Linked DNA regions of Capra hircus: region 1 is linked to region 2. The links are chromatin contacts, called in public Hi-C maps. All regions are on one chromosome and are shown on one strand. The core of a region is the stretch at or near the end of the contact, and the rest is flanking DNA. Distances in the headings are between cores, read along the strand shown.

Evidence for each region. A called contact is a pair of places that touch in the nucleus more often than the background predicts.
Region 1: a contact with region 2 is called in a Hi-C map of blood, with 4 times the contacts expected there. The contact joins the enhancer-like site here to the promoter of DLX3 in region 2. A contact is called at or near these places in 2 of 5 Hi-C or Micro-C datasets (both in blood).

The regions. Positions count from the first base shown.
Region 1 is chr19:36,428,408-36,433,220 of ARS1.2, reverse strand. No RefSeq gene overlaps it. Among named protein-coding and RNA genes, the nearest start is that of TAC4, 9.7 kb to the left of the region's middle. Within about 2 kb of position 2,975, at least 2 of the 5 cell types and tissues checked have an H3K27ac peak or open chromatin away from gene starts, as enhancers often do.
Region 2 is chr19:36,304,333-36,309,575 of ARS1.2, reverse strand. It overlaps DLX3 (homeobox protein DLX-3), which reads right to left and starts at 2,620. Exons shown (of 3, transcript XM_018064903.1): 1 at 2,048-2,620; 2 at 810-1,000. The coding sequence starts at 2,372.

The DNA.
Region 1 (4,813 bases), core at 1,726-4,225, 120 kb before region 2:
CTCCATGCTCTCACTGCCGAGGGCCTGGGTTTAGTCCCTGGTCAGGAAACGAGGATCCCACAGCCATGTGACCAAAAAACAAAGCAGTCCCCCAAAACCAACCTAGGTAGAGAGCACTGAAGTTTGCTGTAATATTATCTATACATTTTTATGTGCCTGATATAATTGAAGCATTTTGGAAAAAAAAGAGCGATTATAAGAAAAAAGGGGAAAACAAAGTTGAAAAAAGGAAAGGTTAACAGTAAGAAAAGTGGAGGAAGTTTTTTTTTTCTTTGGAACTTTTTATTTTGTGTTGGGGTGTAGCCAGTTAACGATGTTGTGATAGTTTCAGGTGAGCAGTGAAGGGACTCAGCCATACATATACATGGATCCATTCTCCCCCAAACGCCTTTCCTGTCTAGGCTGGAAATGTGGAGAAAGACACAATGACAGAGTTGGGGGCAGAAATCGGGCCGACCCGGGGTAGGCAAGCTCCCACCAGTGTTTTGAGCCCACAGGCACAGGGTCTGCTCTCAGCTTCCTGTTAAGAGTCGTGACAAGAGGGTCCTAAAGGCCCATCGCCAGCCAGTGGTCCACCTGGGGACTTCCTGTGGTCTGGACGCTGCTGCCCTGGGACCCGTGAGGGGTGCTGACAGTCTTTGCTCTTGCTGCTACAGTGAAGCTGTCCTTGTTTCTTACCGAAGAGTAAATGGAGTCATCACCCTGGGAGGGATTCATCTGAGGACCCAAGGGGTGACAGTGGCTGGACCAGTCAGTGCTGTTGGAGCCGTAGTTTGGCCCTGAGGCAGGGGGATGACCATGCTGACTTTGGCAGGAGTCAGCAAGTCTCTGGCACCCAGGGGGGTGGGTGGGCGAGGATAGTGTTGAGGCTTGAAGGCTCAGGGAGGCGAAAGCCAAACCCTGGTGCCTAGGCATGGAGAGTGGGCGATGCCCAGGCTTGGCAGACAGCAGGCTGAAAGATGCTATGCCAAGATGGGGAGAGGGGCTGCCAGGGTTGGAGATCAGAGGAGCGGATGGGGGAGGGCCAGTACACTGTCAGGGCTTGAAGCAGTTGAAGCAGGAGGCTGCCGGGGGCAGGGTGGCGGTGGGTGGAGTATGAGGATCAGTGAAGCCAGAGGGTGGCCAGGAGGAAGTAGGCAGTGCCAAAGGAGCAAGGGGAAAGAGTCAGTGCCAGCTTGGGGCTGGGGGGCAGGGAGCCTTCATACTTATTCTTTCCTTAGTTCTCATTCAGTTTTGTAATAAAAAGAGATGCCTCTGTCAGTGAATTATAAAACCCTAGAGTTCAGGGTTCAGAGAGACCTCTGGGGTCATCTTTTCCAATTGCTTCTTTGTACTGGTGGGGCCAGTAATACCCATGATGAGGGACTGGCCTTTCTGAGGCCACCTGGTGAGTCTAGTGACATGACCTGGATGGAACCTGGCTTTGTGTCCTTGTCTGTGCCACACCAGTGGAGGGTCGCGTGGAGAGCTGGCAGGTGAGGGGCACCAAGAATAAAGGACTCTGGTCTTGACTAAGGGGGTTAGTGGTCCTTGGGGAGGTGAGGTCAATCCCAGCAGCAGTGGAAGACCACCTGTGCCCCTGGGGAAATGTTTTGGGTCAATAGTGGAGAGCACCTCCTGTGAGCTGGGACCTTTGGGAGGGATCTCATGGAAACTAGTTTTGGTGGAACTCCAAAAAATAGAGAGGTGTTAAAAATCATTAGGAATTTATTTTCAATGGAAATAAAATACCCGCAGTACTAGAAAGTATTTTACAAGGCAAAAATACAACATGAAGGTGGGTGCCTGGAACTGACCTTGGTTACGCTGCTGTCAAGGGGGATCAGTCTGTGGTCTTCCTGTTGGGAGATAATCCTAAGGCCTGCAGGTCTGTGGGGGGGCCAGAGCTGAGGACTTTCTCTCAGCTTCCATCAGCTGCAGCCCCCCAAAGACATACTGCAGGCCAAGGCAGGTGTCAGTTGGGAAATGCCCCTGGACGACCTTGATCCCTCTTCTCATTTCAGAGTGTGGCAGACTGAGACTCAGGGAGAAGTATCATAATCCCCAGCACAACCGTTTTTGCATCATTCCATTTACTTCTGAGATGTGTTTGGGGCCTTGCACATGACTGAAGGAGTGCTGGCATTCTGGGAGGGCGTTGGTCTGAACCAGGATGTCCCAGAGGGAGGTGCTGCTCCTGGATGGGTGTTCAGGGGACCAGGCCTGGCTGGGCATAGATCGAGGGGGTCATCTGCCCTGTTGTCCTCTGGTCAGGGGAGGGGCTTGTTGGGGCCTGAGCCTGGAAATCCCCCTCCTCACCCCATCCTGATTGCTTTGGAAGGGTGGCCCACCATCAGCGAAAGGGCGGGGTTGCCAGCAGCTCCTGGGGGCTGTAGGATGGGACCCATTTAGCCTCTGCAGTCATCTGACCCCCATGACTCAGGCCTGGCCCTGCCCGTGGAGGGCAATGGGCCAGTCTGAGCTCATCACCACTGCCCAGAGCAGAAGTGGTAAACAAGTTTGCCCTCTGCCTCCCGCCCCTGAGAGGAAGCAGGGAAGAGGGTGAGGTGGGGGCCTCCAAGCACTCCACCCGGCCCAAGCCATCTACGTAACACAGGTGCATGTCACGGGCGTCCACGGGGCCTGTAGGGCGTGTGCTGGGCTCTTACATGTGGGCAACATGTACAGAATCGTGTTTACCTTCACACGCGTCCTCGGGGGAGCTGTGGCCAACCTTTTCCGGGGACCATTTCACTCCATCACTGGTGCTGGGGGCCAATAGCTGAAGGCCCATGGGGGTGGCCTTAGAACTGGGGGTCCCTGTGGAATAACACCTGGTTTGACCTGCTGGATCTCAGCCTCCTGACTATCAGGCCTCATGGCTCAAACTCATGCTGGGGCTGGAGCGCATGGCCTCTGGGAGCCTCCCAGAGGCTGCAGGTCTTCCTGGGCTGCTGGTCTGGGCTGCCCGGGCCTGTGGCAGCATCCGACGGGCCCAGTCCTGGGCATCCCCCTTTTGCTGTGGTCCCTGGCTTGCCTCCCTCTTTCCATCTCTCTCCCTCCTCCCCTCTCTCCTGGGTGCCCTCTCTGTCTCCTTCCTTTCCTTTTACACCCACTTTTCTGCTTTCCTGCCCTTCCTGTCTTCTCTCAGCCCAGTAACTAGCATTGCTATCTGTGGCCACCAGATGGCACCAGCGTACCGTGTGTCCCATCCTAGATGAGGGAACACCCGTTCCATGCCCCTAGCCCAGGGTGATTAACCACCCGTAACCCTTCACAACATCCACACCCTGCCCAGCATCTCCCTGAGACTTTAAACAGGGAGGAAAACAGATGCGGCAAAATATGGGCAGGGCCAGGGTAGGGGCCACGAGCTCCTTGGAGAGGCTCTAATGCCCCTTAGGGTAACCTCTATCTCACAAAGGGTATTCGCACACATCACAGGGTTTCCACCTCAAACCCGTGAGCTCCTGGGTAGTGTGCACTGTACACGCAAAGAGAATGAAGCCCAAAGGAATGAAGTCAGTCACCCAGGGTGAGACGGCAAATGCAAGGGAGCTTGGACCTCAGCTTTGCAGGTTCCCAAACCTCAGGGTTCCTGGGCTGGCAGCAGTTGGGCAGGGGGCAGCAAAGCAGGTAGGGCCCTTGAGCACTCTCTTTGGTACCTCTTTCAAACCTGACACAGAATTTCACCAGGGAAGTGCCCGCTATTATTTTAGTCTCTGGGTCTTCTCAGAATTTAGGCATCTTTAACTGCTTTCTTCTTTTCCCTTTGGCCTCTCTATGTATGTCCATGCTCTGTTGCTTCTAGTAAGGCTGAAAAGCAGAAGAGGCAGCCCCTCTTTGCCTTCTGGGAGCCCCCAGGATGGTGGGAATCGCAACCTTGCCCCTGGAGCCAATCGAAAGGGGGACACATAGGTGCAGCTTTCTGGGAACCTCTCCTGGGATAGAGCCAGGGCCAGGTGAGGGTATTCAAGGCAGGCCTCCTGGAGGAGGCAGGGCTCAGGACTAGGGAAAGGTAGGCTGAGTGAAGGCAGCACCCTTTGTGGCAGCTGCTGGGTGATCCTCCTGAATGAGGAGCAGCGGGGGTGGGCTCTCACAGCCCTGGAGTCAGGGGAGGGGATGTCACTGTCCCTAACTTGGGCTCAACTTCCCTACTGGCCCATCCCCCCACCCCACCCCTCACCCCCTAGTCCCACTGGGAGGCCTGTTGTGGGCTGGGGACAGGAGGCCCAGGGTGGGGTCCCTTCCCCAGGGCCGGAGCAGGATCCTGGGCCGGCTGTGGCAGTGCCCAGGAGCCAGAGAGGAGCCGCCGCCCCCCACCCCGTTGGGCCCCTCTGTAATTAGGGCTATTTTTAGGCCCTTCTTCCTTCCTATTTCAGGCCTCTGGACTGGGCCAGAGAGTGGGCTGTCCTGGAGCCGCGGGCTGGAGCCGCTAAACTGGGCCGTGGCGTGGGAGCTGCAGCCACAGCACAGACCACAGCCCGGGGCGGAGTTCTGGCAGGGGGAGGGAAGTGGGGACGTGGCCAGACCTGAGGCAGGGCCCAGTGGGGGCGTGTCCTCGGCTCATCTGACCCCTCCCGGGGCCCCTCACTGATCTGCCCCCCCGCACCCCGCAGGGTCCATCCTTCTGCCCCCTCCCGGCAGCCCTGCCGACTTGAGGCTGTTAGCCCTGGGCCTGTCCCACAGGGGTGCCCAGAGTGTGTATAATAGTTTACTGGGCACTTACTGTGTGCCAGGCACTGATCCAGCACTTTACCTGTATGAATTCATTTACTGTGTACAACAACACTACGCGGTCAGTGATGAATTATCCTTATTTTACAAATAGAAA
Region 2 (5,243 bases), core at 1,371-3,870:
ACAATGAATCAGCTCCTCACTGGGTGACCCAGATTCCCAGCGGACCGGGCCCCACGCAGCCGCAACCCAGGCCCGCCTGTCAACACCTGTAGGGAGCCAGGCGTCTGCCACTCCTCCCCTGAGCAGTGACAGGCTGCTGGGGGCTTTAGGGACAGGCTAGGGCTGGGGGACTGCCACCTCTAAGTCCCTACCCCTCTTTGTGGGGAATCTGTTCTTGCCTCCAAGCGCACAAGGGGTGGAGCATTTGGGTACTGAGCAGGAATGCAGTCTTTTGATACAAGCACACATTTTTGTACATACACTCACCACGGGGCCCAGTCAAGTACATGTGTTCATCAATAAACACAGTGGCCCTTGAAAGGCCTTCCTCCTGAGGTGTGTATCCCACATGTACTGTGCACACGTTAGCCTGTGTGCAAACAGACATGAATACACGTGTATGTACACCCCTCACACACACACGCCTAGCCTGGGGTGGTGGGGAGCACTACGCGGACTCCTAGCAGTGACCGTCGCTGCTGGGAGCCTGTGGAAGCTGGGGATTCTGGGGTAGAGAATCTGATAGACACACTCAGTCCACACTCAGTCCACACTCAGTCGCACGATTCACAAATATGCACACCTGTACACGTGCTAATGCACAAACTTCAACCGAGTTTGAGATCTGGGGGTCCTTCTACACACAGACAAGGGTTTCAAGGGCCTGCAGGCAACTTATGAGGCCATCTAGGCTCAGCGGTGCCTGGGGTATCCCGGGGTCCCGCAGGACCCCACCGAGTCCTCACGGCCTTCGACCGCCCGCCACTGACCTGCGTCTGCGTGAGGCCCAGCTGCGCGGCCAGCTCCGCGCGCTCGGGCAGCGCCAGGTACTGGGCCTTCTGGAAGCGGCGCTGCAGGGCGGCCAACTGGTAGCTGGAGTAGATCGTGCGCGGCTTTCGGACCTTCTTGGGCTTCCCGTTCACCATGCGCACCTCAGCTTCCGGCTCCTCCTTCACGGACACTGCGGGCAACGCACCGGGCGGTGGGCGACTCAGCCTCGGCCAGAGACACCGGCGCCCTCCGGAGCCCCGCGGGAGCCCCCACCCTCCGGCCCACCGACTCTTCCCGGGACTTCCTGGCGGCGCTCTCCGCCGCCGGCGCCCCGGGAGGGAGCTGCGGCCACAGAGCCTGGCCGGCGGCCGCCCACGACGCTGCGCTCCCGGGCTCCTGCTCCCCCGGTCCCGGCGCCAGCCGCCCCTGGACGCGCACGGCCGCCGCCTCGCTCCCCAGTCCCGCCCGCCTGCTCGCCGCCCTCTCACAGGCACCTCGCCGTCGTCACTGCTCTCGCTCGCTCTTTCCTGTTCTCCCTTCCTTTTTTTGTTTTTTAGACCCTTTCTTTTTAGAATAATTTTAGATTTCAGAAAATGTTGCGGCCACATCAGACTTCCTTTTCCTTCGCCCTTTCCTCAGATCCTTTCTTCCGTCTTTCCTTTCCCTTTGTCTCTCCATTTTTATGCCTCCACTTTATGTTTAGAAATAAAAATATTTTATATTTTATAAAAATCTTTGTATGCCTCCATTTTTCTTTTTGCCCCTGTCTCTTCACTCTCAATTGCTGCTTCCCTCCCTGTTTCCGTAATTCTGAGGGCTCTTTCTCCGTGTCGCCCTCATCTTTCTCCCCCTCCCCAGCCCAGATCCAAACTGCGGTCGCAGAACTCCCAGCGCCCGCCGCCTGCCCGGAGCCCGATGGAGAGCCGCTTGCTGAAGTGCCGGGAAAGCACCTGGATCCGGAGGCTCTCTGACCGTCCAGGGGCCTCTCCTTCTCCGCCTCGCTCACCCAGATCCTCACCCGGGACCGACCGCAGCGTCCCGCGTGCACCACGCCCCAAAGGCGCCCAGTTTCTGGACTGGAAGGTCGCCCGTCCACTCTGGGGGTCATCTAGCTCACCGTCTCTAACTTCAGACAGTACATTTCTTAGCCGGGACGCTCCCCTAGATTTTGGCTCCAATTCCTCTCTCTCGGGGACCTCCCAGTGCCTCCCGCTCTCAGAGACCCCGCGGTCCTCACCTGGGTCCTGAGCGGGCAGCGGCTGCTCCCGGTAGGCTCCATATTGCCGGTAGGAGGTTCCGTAGGTATATTCCGACTTGGGCGAATAAGCGCCTGTGCCTCCAAGCCCGTTGAGATTGAACTGGTGGTGGTAGGTGTAGGGGTTTACGGTCTGGCCATAGGGCTGGCCCGAGTAGTAGTCGTGCTGGGGAGCGCTGTAGTAGCCCAGGTCAGTGACGGAAGACTCGGGCAAGGTGGGCGAGTCCTTGGAACCCGCATGGCAGCTGAGCGAGCTGGAGATGTCGGTGAGGATGCTGCTGAGCTTGCGATCGAAGGAGCCACTCATCCTGGCGGGCGCCGTACCACCCCCGGGCTGGCCTCAGCCGGAACGCCGAAGCGGGCAGGAGCTCGGGGGAGGCGGAGGAGACGAGGCGGGGTTGTGTGTCCGGAGGGCGAGGGGGGAGGGTTCCCGGCAGCGTCTCTGGGGAGGGTCGGTCGAGGGGCGCCTAGACCATCGCGGGTCTTCGGGCGGTCGCGGCGCGCCTCTCGTCGCGTCCCAAGCCACAGTCAAATGCTGCCAGCTCCGCCCGGCCAGCCGGTTATAGACTCAATAGTGGAGTCGCAGAGGGAGGCCCCAGCGCTCTGATTGGCTGCAAGTCTTGCCTTCCAGGCAAAACATGCTCTTGCGCTCTTTCGTTTCTCTCTCATTCTTTGTTGTTACTCAACACACAAACACACATACACTCACACACACGTACACTCACACACACGTACAGTCACACATTCTCTCTCTCACACACACTCACACAGACCCCTCTGTTCCTCCTCCTGTGGATCCCTTCCCCAGCCCAGATAACCCCTCAGTGTTCCTGGAGGAAAGAGTTGGACAAGGGTATCTCTGCAAGAGTACCCAGGTCTGTCCGTCTGTCTGTCTCTCTGCCTGTGAGTGGAAGGTGGGCTCAGGTGCCATAGAGGAGGGGAATTTGCCCGCTGGGTGTCTGTGAGGTAGGTGGTTCAAGGTGTGTGGGGTGGCGGGGCAAATGATGGGCAGACAAACATGCCCAAAGTGGCAGGACCCAGGCTCATGAAAATGTTCTGGTTTTTTCTTTTTTTTAATTAGAAGAGAAGAAAAAAAAAATAGGTTAAAGAAAAAGTTTGAATATATATTACTATATCATTTTTACAGCAATGCAATCACAAAATGTAACTTTAAAAAATGTTTTTAATGAATGAAGGGGTCCATCAGACAAAAGTGCTTCAGGCCTAAAAAAGTCATCACTGGGTCCAGGGAAGCTCCAGGAGGTGCACAGCCTGTGTGTAGTGATGTTAAATTTGTCTCCAAAAGTTTCAGAGATGACCTAGGCTTGTGGGAAAGAACATGGTCCCCATGAAGATGGGTGGGACACAGGCTGGCTCTCTGTGCTTCAGTAAGTTTGGGGGCAGATTCTGTGCTTCTGGGACTTGTGATATCCAGACACAGTGAGCATTTTTAGAGATCAGGGGTGTGTGATTGGGGATTCAGGTGTTCTGCAGCACATACAGAGTCCACGTTCATACAAAGAATGCACTCGAGTGCAAGAGTGTGCATGTGAGAGTGAGCCAGTGTGTATGGGAGTCGGAAAGTAGTGTGAGTGGAGGGCCACGGGATGGGGTGTCTGAGTGTGAATTTGTAGTTGTATACAGATGCACATAAAACTCTCAGCACCTTCTCAACCTCAGGTAGTTGAGAACCATGATGCTCCACTGAACCCTGTCCCCCTAAGAAAGAGGCTTTCTTCCCTGGGGACTCCCACCTCCTAGTTCTGTCTGACCCACAAGGCCAGCTTTCTAAGTCACCCAAACTGCTTCCAAAGCTTTAGCTCATTTATCCATTCCACTTTCGATTCTGTTCTCCGTCTTCCTCTGTTGTGGGGAGAAGGAGTCTCTTCCAAATATCAGTTCCTAGTTGCATGACAACCTTCACACAGGGCTCCGCGGTCAATCCTCCGGTCCTCTTCCCCTGCCTGACCGGGCTAACTTGTCCCAGGACGCACAGTGCCAGCGCGCCACCTTCTGGTCAGTCTTTGGCTCGCCAGCATCCCCCAAGTCTTGCCCAGCCCGGAGGAGGGGTCTCTTTCGAAGACTCTGTCCGGTGGAGAAGCGTGCTTTGGAAGAGGCTCTGTGCCCCTTTCCAAAGCCAGACCGCCAGGGCAGGCTGTCAGGGTTCTTGGGGCTTTGAGAGCTGCCGTTGGCGAAGACAGAAGGCCACAGTCCAGGGTGCAAGAGGCAGGAGTGCCCGCCAGGCCCAAGTGGAGAGGCCGCGGCGTGGGAAAGGTGGGGGCGGGGGCTGGGCCTGGGGAGCGCTATCTGTCTGTCTATCTCCGCGTCCCCCCAGCGCCTATCGCCGGCCGCTCCGAGCCCGTGGCGGGGCGAGTTGCCACCCGCTCTGGATGCCCTCTGTTCTGGTGCCAAGAGGGCGCCTGGAGAGCCCGCGGCGCTGGGGGCAGGAAGGGCACTGGGCGGGGCCGGGGCCCTCCCAGAATGGGAGCGGGGGAGGTAGGCGGGGCCTGCTTTGGAGCCCCCAGCACTCCAGAGTTGGATAAGCCCCTTCTTGGGGGTTCGTTCATTCATTCATTCACTCGTCAACAGAGACAGAAACGCCAAGTAAAGCAGAGACAGAAGGAAGTCTGCCTTACTCACACGGTCCTCAGTGAAGCCTCACTCCCTTCCCTCCTTCTGGCACTCCTAAGTAAAGTGAAGGGGCAGTGGGTTGGGAGCTCGGAATCCTGGAATCATGAAAGCGTGGTGGTGATGGTGGGTTACGTTAGGATAATTTCTATGCTGCATTCTGCTATGAAAACCTGAGAGTTCTAAAAGCAGATTTAAACTGCAGCATTAGGGACTGAAGAGAGCAATTAAATAATTGTTTGGTAATGTGAAGTTAGCATCTGATCCCCCATTGCCCGTGCTCCGGGACACCAGGGACCATATCTGTTTGGTTCACTACTATGTTCTAGATACCAAGGGCAGGTCCTGGCACACACAGCCTCAGCACTCAATAGACGTTTGATGAAAGAATAACTAGGACTCCCTAATACTGGAGAGGGGCTGAATCATCTCGGTTGGGTACGCTTGCAGGGTTAGGGAAAGGGGTGGCCTGGGGCAGGCTCCGGCATCAAGCTGTCCCACTCCAGGATAGAAGCAGCTTCCCAGATGAGGCCATGTGGCCCCAAAGGGG